2 separate regions of the Mus musculus genome follow, and region 2 is linked to region 1. A link is a contact called in public promoter capture Hi-C data. All regions are on one chromosome and are shown on one strand. The core of a region is the stretch at or near the end of the contact, and the rest is flanking DNA. Distances in the headings are between cores, read along the strand shown.

Region 1 (5,448 bases), core at 1,651-4,150:
CCTAATCTCCAGCCCCATCCTACCTGAGATTCCCAAACTCCAGCTGGACTCCAGTTCATCAGAGACCCTCACCTCAAGACCTTCCCCCAGATTTTTGTTGCATTTTAATAAAGTGGGGGACAAGTATGGACTTTCTCCCTTATCAAACCTCCAGGCCACTCAGCCTGCTGTGTAACAGAGGGTAAGTAAGGCCCTGCCCTCTCCTGTCTCATTTCACTGAAAATTACGAAGCATATCTTTTCTGAAAGGGGTCTTATCTCACCTAGATAAATGGAAGGTCCCTTTCCCCCTGAGGCCTCCCAGACCCTTCCCTCAGGCATCAGTGGGGATGATGAACTTTGGGTGAGGTTGGCACCCCATTTATTGGAGAAGATCCCAGCACCCACCCCTTGAGGTCCTGGAGTCCTGGTGTGTCCTTTGCCATGGATGCTGGGCTCAAAGAACAGAACCTCCTCTGTCAGCTGGGCAGCCCCCATAAGTCCTTGGTGTGGTCTCAGCCATGTGTCCAAAGCAAGTCCTTTTCTTCTATCCCACAAAGGGGCATCTGCACCCCATCACACACTGGTTCTACAGGTCTGTACCCCTGTAAGGCTGCCTCTGGGGGGCATGGGTTCTGTTGAGCTCTTGTTCCCAGCATGTGTGACCCAGCGATAGCAGTCCGTGATCCGCTTGTTGGGTGCGTGGGAGCCACAGCGAGTGCAGTACACAATGCCCAGGGCAAGCAGCACCACCAAGAAGACACATGTTGGCACCAGGAGTGCCACCAGCAGCCAGCGGTCATCCCTTTGGCTTTGGCCTGCAAGACCTGACTCTGCCAGGGCTGTTGGAGCTGCTGTGGAGGGCACCGAGGGCAGCTGTGGCACTGATTTGGGACTGGGAACTCCTTCCCTTGGGACTAGAGGGGCTCTGGAATAGGAATGTGTAGGGCTGATAGATGAGGTCTGGTTAGTGGGCCTCTGAGGGGGGAGGGGAGAAGAAGGGAAGGCTGGGGGCTGGTTGGCAGCAGGCACAGGAGTTTCATGGACAGAAGACCTGGAGTTGGTAGGAAGAGGGGGCTGGAGAGCTGAGACAGAAAGCTGGGGGGCCTGGGTTCTGATACCTGGAGCATCTGGGAGCAAAGGGTGTTGATGGGCTTTAGAAGTGGTATCCCCAGGATCAAGGTGAGGGGGGACTGGAGGCAAATAAGTGATAGTGTGGGTATCTGGAGACATAGGGGCCTGGTGGGGAGGGAAGACTTGGGGATAGTTGGTTGAGATAATGGGGGGCTGGTACGGAGGAGACCGTGCTGGGTGAGTGGCCGAGGTTATCCCAGGCTTGTGGCCAAAAGGCAGGTCTGGATAATTGGCCTTGATTTTGGGGATCTGGTGCTCAGAGAACACAGCTGGAGGTGTGGCAGGGGCCATGGCAGGTGGGTGGACAGGGCTCAGGGGTGGGCGTGTAGCTGAAATAACAGAGGTCTTGTGGGCAGAAGGTAGTGTGGGTCGAGTGGCAGAGATCACCATGGGCCGTGTGGCAGACACCACTGAGGAGTGGTAGGGGCCCCTGGGGGCACTAAGTGGGGGTGGCCAGGTAGGCTCCAGGTGCAATCTCTGAGGCTCTCCATCCTGTGGGAAGTTGGGCCTATAGGGCAGGCCAAAGTCAGGTGGATGTGTAGGTGCCAGCCATAGGATCCCCTGTTCCTCTGTCCAGGTGCCATCAAAGTCCTCCCAGGGCTCCTCTTCATCCTCCCCTTCTTCTCCATCATCCAGCAACTCATCTCTGAGATCCTGGGAAGCCTGGGCACCCATGGCTCCTGCAGGGCTACAGCTGATACCATCTGCCTCAAGCTCGTGACCCTCGCTGCAGTAACACTCAAAGCCACCAACATAGTTGACACACATCTGCTGGCACACACCAGCAATCTGGCACTCATCCGTGTCCACGCAGCGGTGTGGATCATCCTCAGCTGGCCGGAAGCCAAGGCGACAGTGGCAGCTATAGCCTTGTGGCCCTCCAGGTTCACACTGCTGCTCACAGGGGGCCTGGGCACAGGGGTCTTCACAACTGTGCCCATCTGCTGCTAGACGGAAGCCTTCACTGCAGCGGCAGGACACAGCACCGTCCACCTCTTCCACACACTCATGTTCGCAACCCCCATTGTCAGGACCACAGCCAGTCCCTGGGCACAGCGGGCCAGTCTGGGACCAGCCCACGCCACCTGAAGGCTGTTTCACGCACAGCAGAGAAGCTCCCCTGCCAGCTTGGCACTGCACAGCTGCCACGGAGCCAAAGGGCAGCCATTCGAACTCGCTGGAAACCAGGTTGAAGGGTGTGGTGTAGACAGCGGGACCGGCCTGACCCACCTCAAGCGGCAAGGCAGGGCAGGCACCCTCAAAACCAAACTGGCAGAGGTAGCCATCGACAGCCAGTGTGCACGAGCCTTCGAGCCAGCGATGCTCTCCGCTGGCCTCAAGGGCTGCACAGCGCTGGGCTGGGCAGGGTCCTTCCGTAGCCGGCTGGGCCCAGTTGGTGAAGGCGGTGTCCTGGTCTCCCGTGGTCCATATGAAGCCCCGCAGTGGGCGCTGCGGCTGGCATTGCCTAGCCTGCCGCTGCAACCCAATCCATAGCAGCCCGTTGGCCGGCCCGACCCCCACCAGGCTGTCCACACGCTGGGCCTCCTCTGGGGTCCGCGGTGTGGCCAGGTTGCCCCCCAATTCGCGGCACGCCCGCCAAGCTTCCAGGAATGTGCGGCGCCGGGGAAAGAGCGCGTAGCAGCTGCTGGGGCCGCACGCGGCTCGAGGCTCCGGCGTCCAGGGGACCTGGCCCAGTGCGGGCACCGCGGCCACCCAGGCCAGCAGCAGGCGCAGCAGCATCGCGACGCCCCCCGACTGGCCCGGCTCGGGCCTGCCGCTGCTCTTGACAGGGGGAGGGATCAAGGCCTCTGGCGGGAGGGCCGGGGGCGGGCCCGGCGGACTCACGCCTTGTAAGGAGTGGGCTGGGGCCGCTGCCAGCTCCCCTGCTAGCTCCCCGGGGGCTGCTGGAGCAGGAAGCAGTGGGGTGGGGGGGGTTCTGGGGTGAGAGGCGAAGGGCAGAGGAGGGGGGAGGTACAACTAACGGGCTACCTCAGGCGTTACAGAGCTGAGAGTCAGGGAAAAGGGAACCTGTCTGTCTGAGAAGCATCCCCAGTCAACCCTCTGAAACTTCAGCGTTGTTTGCAGCTAAGGCAGCTGGGGTGAAGCTGTCTTCCAGAGAGACTCCCGAAAGCCGGGATCTGGATTCACCAGTATCAGTATACTGGCTGCATTCTGAGCTCAACGACTTGATCGGGCCAGCCCTTTCTCATCACACATATGTGAACGACTCCTTCCAAGCCTGGCAAGAGCATCTTCTCTGACACCCTATCTAAGGCCGCCAAACCCCAGCCTCACACACGCAGCTCTCCTGACATGCTGTGTATGCCCTTAGGTGGATAAGCTAGGATGATGTGGCCTGCTAAACGGTCTCAACGATGAGGCCCCACCCATTCCTGCCTGGGCCCTGCGTGAGAATCAACTTGATAACCTCCTTGAGAACCACCTCAACCAGACACGTATTTGATGAGCCCTTCGCTCAGCCTACCTCACTCCCAAGTTTTTTTGGCTCCAGCAGGACCAGCATTAGGGGTTAGGGAGGGGGGAGGAGGCCAAGGCCTGCTCTCTCCTTACCCTGGCTCAGTCAGGGGCCCTGGGAACCTGGGCTTAGAGCGGGAGGAGGCTGCCCCCTAACAGGAAATGCCTCTCCAGGCTTCTGCTGCAGGAAGGCAGGGTGCATGACTCTGGGCTCTGTGGAGACTGAGCTCTGCTCAGGGTGAGCACGGCTGCTATGAGGGGACCTGTGCAAGACCATGTATGGGCATGGGGACACAACAGGATAGTAAGTGTGACACAGGCATCACATTGTCCTCCTTACTCCCAGGGTCCTCTTCCAGCCCTTCCTGGAGGCCTCTGGAGGTTTGCACACTGGGCCAGGCACCCAGGGTGGCCCTGGGATTCTGTGTGAAGGATTAACCCCTGCATTCTCTTTTTACCTTTATTTATTTATTTATTTATTTTTAAGAGATGGAGTTTGCTCTGTTGCCAAGGCTATTCCAAACTCCTGGATTCTAAGTAGCAGGTACTACAGTCACCCAACACCAGGTAATCCTTTTATACCCTTGGGGTTTTTTGTTTGTTTGTTTGTTTGTTTTGGTTTTCTGAGACAGGGTTTCTCTGTGTAGCCCTGGCTGTCCTGGAACTCACTCTGTAGACCAGGCTGGCCTTGAATTCAGAAATCTGCCTGCCTCTGCCTCCCGAGTGTGCCATCGTGCCCGGCTACTCTTGGTTTTTATTTCGACTTTTAAAAACATTTTTGCTTTCTGTTTATGAGTGTTTTTCCTGCATGTATGCGTGTGTACCGTGTGTGTGCCTGTTACCTTCAGAAGTCAGAAGAGGGCATCAAATTCCCTGGAACTGGAGTTACGGGTATTTTTAAACTACCGTGTGGGTGCTGGGAACCAAACTTGGGTCCTCTGCAAGAGCAAGAAGTACTCTTCGCTGCTTAGGCATCACTCCAGCCCGTTTTTTATTTATTTATTTTTCCGAGACAGGGTTTCTCTGTATAGCCTTGGCTGTCCTGGAACTCACTCTGTAGACCAGGATGGCTTCGAACTCAGAAATCCGCCTGCTTCTGCCTCCCGAGTGCTGGGATTAAAGGCATGCACCACTACGCCCTGTCCGTTTTTGATTTTTTGAGGCAAAGTCTTACATGTTGCCCAGGCTAAGCTGGAGCTCACTGTGTGGTCCAGGATGACCTTAAAGTCCTGGTCTTCCCATCACCTCTGAGTCTGGCATTAACACACGATCCTTTATATTCTCCGCAGATTCTGAGCCAGCTGGGGATGTGGCTTCGTGGTAGGGTGATGTCTGGTCCTGGGTTGAATTCCCAGCACTAAAAATCTCATGACCCATGGATGAGAAAGTGAAAGAGAAGGTTTGTTCTTTGGAACACTGTCCTGGCCTGGATACTCTGCTACTAACCTGTGTGAGTTCGAGGCTCTCTGAGTCCTCGTTCATGTCCCACCCCCATACACCCCACCCCTTTTTAAAGACACTATGTAGTTTACACTATGTAGTTCTGGCTGGTCTGGAGCTCACAGAGATCCAAATGCCTCTGCTTCCCAAGTGCTAGGATACACACTCACGCATGCACGCACACACGAGCACGCACACGCTTCTTTCTCCTCTTCATTATTTCAATCCTTTCCACTTCCCTTCCCTCCCTTTCTCTTCTCTTTTCCTGCCTCCTCTTCCCTTTTGTGTAGGTCTCTGTGCAGCAGTACTGAGATTATAGGTGTAGGTGACCTTGCCAGGTTTCCATTGTCCCCCTCCACAACATGGGGATACATGTGTGCGGACTCTTCAGCCCGCTATTGTGTTATAGCCCTCCCTGTTT
Region 2 (5,448 bases), core at 2,081-4,580, 160 kb after region 1:
ATGCAGCAGTCACTGACGCACCTCCAGAGTGCTTCCTTACCCTAAGGGATACGGTACTGCTGCGCAAGGAGTCCCGGAAGCTTATTGTTCAACCCAACACTCGCCTTGAAGGTAACGGATGTTACACCATCTGCTGGACCTACCTGAGGTCTCTCCAGAGAGCAGATGATGTAATCGGTTCGGGGAGGGCTCCCTCTGCCACGTTCTTTCAGACAGACCTCAGGCCTCCTAGGACCTAAGAGAATTTGAATCAGCAACGTTCAAGATGGAGATGTCCTGGATCGTTCCCCCTTCTCAAGTAACACTTCCATTTTCAGAATCCCTGACCCTGCCTGCATGGTGCCAGTACCTTGTGTGCCCTAGCTCTCCAATGCACCAAGGCCACTCTACTCGATAGCCTTTGTACACGCTGTACCCTCTGCTTGGCACAGTGTCCCTCAAATCTGTGTCTGTCTGATTCTTCTGGTTGGTCAGGTCCCCGTTAAATGGCACCTTCCTGAGACATTCTGTCTCCAGCCCCTCAACACGAAATAATCCCTTCAGTCTCTTATCTCTCAGCTTCACTTTCTTGGTGCTTTGGCAACATGGAGTTCAGGGAGGCCACTGAGGGATGGGGCAGTGCACGGAGCTGAGGTCATTGTCTAATTCAGAGCCCATTAGGGATAAAAACTCAACAGAGATATCAATCACACATGTTTAAAGGACAAACCGTGCTCTGAACACTTGGATAAAAATCACACCTGTAGCTTCAGAGTGTCCAGGAGGTCTTGGGGGGAAGTGGTGGAAGGGACCAGACCTGAGGAACAGGTTGGAGTTTTCAAAGGTACTGGCGAGCTGGGGTGTGGTCCATGGTAGAACATTTGCCCAATATTTAAGAGGCCCTGGGTTCCACCCCCAGCGCTTTGGTAGTTGGTAGTGGTGGTAATGGTGGTGGCAGAGGGCTTGCAGGCCCTAGGGTACTGGGTGAAGTGTTCTCACAATAGGCCGGGCTGTGGCTCACTGGTAGCCTGCTTTGCACTGCCAAATAAGGTGCAGGTTCTATCCCCAGTACTGGGGGGAAAAAGAAAAGGAAAGGAAAGGAAAAAGGGAAAGAAAAGAAGAGAAAAGAAAAGAAAGGAACTTTTCAAGAATGAAGTCCCCAGGCCTGGTGAAGACTGGTTACAATACCCCTCATCAGTTTCATCTGGGAACTAAAATACACACAAGTGGTCTTCACAGAGCCAGGACTTAATTTAGGCCATGTTAGCCACTGTGTACCCCTCAGTGCCACAGGCTTCACAGAGTGCAAAGGTTGAGCAGCTGAGGGGTGATCCAGGGGCCTCGAGACAGGCTCATTTAACAGGTCAGATGCACAGATGTGCAGAGCGGCTACTGAGCACCCCACTGACGCTCTGTCCCACGCAGTCCCCGTCGCACAAGAGGAGAGGTTCTGTGCTCATGCCCCACTTTACCCACAAGGCACTGAGGCTGAGAGCAACTGGGAAACTTGCCCACGATCTAGACATATGAAGCAGTTTGATCTAACTTGACTATCTTGTTTGATCTAACATAGCACTTGAAATTTGATTTCGGATTTATTTATTTGATGTGTGTTTTACCTGCATGTATGTATGTACCATGTGCATGCAGTGCCCTTGGAAGCCACAAGAGGGCATTGGATCCCCTGGGGCTGGAATTACAGATGATTGTGAGCCACAGTGTGGGTGCGGGAGGCCAGGCTAAGAGCAGCCAGAGTCCTCAACAAGAGCCACTCGTACTCTAACCCCCTGAGCTATCACTCCAGCCCTGACAGAGTGCTTTTATCAGTCATTTTTATTAGTGATTGTTGGGGTTATGTTGGCTTTGTTGAGACCAGGATTTCCTAGGCTAGCCTTAAAATTAATAATCCTTTTCCCCCAGTTCCTTGAGTGCTGGGATTATGGTGTGTGCTACCATGCCAGACATGATTTAAATCTTGACTTGAGGGAAGGATGAGGTCAAGTGGCAATTCATTTAAGTCTAAGTCTCCCCCCATGTAATTCTGCCTTCCTGGCAGGGTTATTCTGATGTAGGTAATTAGATAACTATCCTGAACATTGACAGTTTGTGCCGGAGCTCGCTCAGAACTCGCCGCCCCTAACTACATCTTTCTGTGCTGCTGTTTTCTCTCCATCCCCCAGGCTCAGAAGTACAACTTGTGGAGTATGAGGCCTCAGCCGCTGGTCTCATCCGCTCCTTCTGTGAGCGGTTTCCCGAGGATGGGCCCGAGTTGGAGGAGGTTCTTATCCAGCTGGCTGCAGCAGATGCCCGATTCTGGAGGAACCAGGCCCAGGAGGCCCCACCTGGCCAGGCTTGAGAAGATCTGTGTGGTCTCTCCCCTCTTTGTCAAACCAGGGCTGTCAGTAGCTCTGAGTTGTGTGTGATTAGGAGTCAGGGGAGGGAGGGGCAGGAGCTTGGACTTTGGTGCTACCTCAGCTGAGGGTGGTGATGCGAACCCCTTCCATTTGTCAGCACTTTGCAGTTTACCGTATGTCCTCAGTTTCTGGATCTGCACTGCCATCTATGGCCGGAGCTCAACAGGGTGCCTAGTCCGGTTTTCCACATGGGAAGGTGGCAATTCTGAGAAGTGACTGTTCTAGACCCGGCAGGTGGCATGTGACAGAGCCAGGGCTCAAAGCATTCTCACCAAATCCAGCGCTCTTCGTGTATTACTTTTATAGCCAGAAAAATAAATATGACGACCACCATCTCTGCAGTGTATGTTTCTTTCTCTTCCAGTTCAAAGCCAGGGGAGGGCACACTACATCACTTTAGGCTTCCAATCCACAATAAGATTTTGAATATCATTTCCAAAGGAATGCACAAACTCACAACGTGTTCCGGAGCTCTTCTTTGTGACATATTTCTTAAGATTTGTGTGTTCGTGTGCATTTTCTTCATGGGTGTGGTGGTGGTAGCAGAGACCAGAAGACCCCATCAGATGCCCTGGAACTACGGTTACAGAATTGTGAGCTGCCATGTGGGTGCTGAGCAGTCCAGGGTCCTCTGCAAGAGCAGCAAGCACTCTTGTACTTTCAAATGTTTCCGGAGCCAAAGAACCGTAACACACTAACATGAGATCCTCACCCATTAATTTGTTTCTCAGTCTAGTCTTAATCCCTAAAAAGCGCTCCTCCCCAGGCCTCAAAGCCCAGGCCCCTGTCTTTAATGCAGAAACCATAAGTCAACATTGCATAGGACAAGGAAACCAGTGCTTATTTGGTCCCAGCCGGGACAATTTTACCCCGGAACCTTTGTTCCTGTGCTTTCGGATGCCCGGATTCTATTGGGTGTTGCGCGATGGCTGAGCTGGTTGCCAAGGCGACGCCTGGGAAAATGGCTGCGGCGTCTTCATCGGATTCTGACAGCGGGCGAGCTGAGAGGTTAAGTCCCGGATCCTCACCGCTTCCTTTCCCTCAGATGAATAGATGGTGCTTGGTAGCGGGTTCTGGGCTCTTGCTTTCGAGCAGCGGTGGAAGTTCTGGGAGGGCCCTTTAGAAATCAGAAGAAAGCTGATGGCCAAGAAGTATCTGTATGTGATTGGCTGGTCACTCCGGGCGCCAATTGAGCTCAGATCTAGACTTGGTATTATCCTTTCGATGTTCGTGCTCTGTTTCAGGCGTCATCTCGCTTAGAGATTTTATTTATTTATTTATTTATTTATTTATTTATTTATTTCGTCATGGGGCTCACTTTCCAACTATCTTTTTTCCCTCTCAGCAACGAAGCCAATTCTAAATGGCTGGACGCACACTACGACCCCATGGCCAACATCCACACCTTCTCCTCCTGCCTGTGTGAGTCTCTAGACATATCTAGGGACACCCAGATTCTAGGAGGATGGGAGGAACAGGGAACGGTTTCATGGAGAAATCTTTGAGATTCTGAGACTCCTTTTCGACCCTTTTGTGTTTTCTAGCACTGGCAGATTTGCATGGCGATGGGGAGTACAAGGTAGGCAATCAGAAAGTTGAGTGGTGTGTGTGTGTGTGTGTGTGTGTGACACTCAGAAGTGAGATTTGCAAAGAGGCTCAACATACTCTGGAACTCATCAGTACTAAAAAGGCACACTTCGTTGCAACTTCTTTCTTTTAACGATGTATTTTTATTTTGTGTGCGTTGGTGCTTTGCTTGTGTGTGTGCTTGTGTAAGGTTTCAGATCCCTTGCAACAGGATTTACAGACAGTTGAGAGCTGCCGTGTAGGTGCTGGAGTTTGAACCAGGATCCTCTGGAAGGACAGCCAGTGATCTTCACTGCTGAGCCATCTCTCTAACCCCAGAATTTCTTAGTAATTTGGAAAGTGAACATTAATTTTATAACATGATCTGCAGAGGTTAAACAGCAAGATGTTGTGGATTTATAGTACCAAGACATACGATTTTCTCTCTCTCTCTCTCTTTTTTTTGTCTTTGTTTGTTTGTTTTTCAAGACAGGGTTTCTCTGTGTAGCCCTGGCTATCCTGGAACTCACTCTGTAGACCAGGCTGGCCTCAAACTCAGAAATCTGCCTACCTCTGCTTCCCAAGTGCTGGGATTAAAGGCATGCCTCACCACTGCCCTGCTGACATATGATTTTCTAAAAAATAATTTGAGGGCCAGGAGTGGTAGTGCCTGCCTCTAATCACAGCACTTGGGCAATAGAAACAGGGCGATCCATGAGTTTGAGGGTGACCTGTGAAGTCCAAGGCCAGCCAGGTCTGCTTAGTGAAACTGCATCAAAAACAAAAAAACAAAAGCGAACTAACAAACAGAGCAATCTGCATCCCAAAACACAGCATCAAAATGAATTTATCTAGTGTTGGAAGGATGCATGCAGTGTGGAGGTCCGGTGACAACCTTTGAGAGTCGGTTCTCTCCTGTCATGTAGGTCCCAGCAACTGAGGTTAGGTCATCAGACATGGTGGTGCGCACCTTTACCCACTGCAGGTCCCAGTTCTTTATGTCTAATCATTATTGCTTAACTTTTCAGTTTATAATACAAAATAATAGGCTTTAAATAGGAAATGATTCACAAACCTTTTCTTTTCTTTTTTTTTTTTTTTAGTCAAAGTTTTTCTCTGTAGTAGTCTTGGCTGTTCTGAAACTCAATACATAGTCCAGGCCCCAGGATGGCCTCCAACTCACAGAAATTCTCCCTGCCTCTGCCTCCCATGTGCTGGAATTAAAGGCTTGCCCAGTTCCTGTGTGTCATCTTTGAGTAGAGACCATGTTAATAATCTTCTCTATATCATTCACGATTTAGTATATGTGCTGCCGAGGTGAATATGATTCTTTGGTGTAAGGGAAACTATCTTGACTGGGAATAGGCACTGGAGTATCATTAGGTAAAGATGCTTGCTTGATGACCTGAATGCAGTCCCGTGGATGAACAGGATAGCAGGAAAGAACCAACTCCCGGAAGTTGCCCTCTGGTCTCCACACACGTGCTGC

The links. Promoter capture Hi-C pulls out the DNA fragments that hold promoters and counts their contacts.
Region 2: a contact with region 1 is called in a promoter capture Hi-C map of stem cell-derived epiblast-like cells, with 5 times the contacts expected there. The contact joins the promoter of Bbs1 here to the promoter of Cd248 in region 1. A contact is called at or near these places in 1 of 39 promoter capture datasets (stem cell-derived epiblast-like cells), 2 of 115 datasets of contacts at active chromatin or transcription factors (embryonic stem cells and pancreatic cancer cells) and 3 of 9 other capture datasets (adipose tissue, liver and pancreatic islet).

Annotation. Positions count from the first base shown.
Region 1 is chr19:5,065,530-5,070,977 of GRCm38.p6, reverse strand. Cd248 (CD248 antigen, endosialin) reads right to left here and starts at 2,900. Exons shown (of 1, transcript NM_054042.2): 1 at 338-2,900. The coding sequence starts at 2,852. The coding sequence ends at 555.
Region 2 is chr19:4,904,509-4,909,956 of GRCm38.p6, reverse strand. Bbs1 (Bardet-Biedl syndrome 1 (human)) reads left to right here and starts at 3,330. Exons shown (of 17, transcript NM_001033128.3): 1 at 3,330-3,401; 2 at 3,739-3,815; 3 at 3,938-3,972. The coding sequence starts at 3,355. Dpp3 (dipeptidylpeptidase 3) reads left to right here. Exons shown (of 18, transcript NM_133803.2): 17 at 1-111; 18 at 2,160-2,728. The coding sequence ends at 2,335.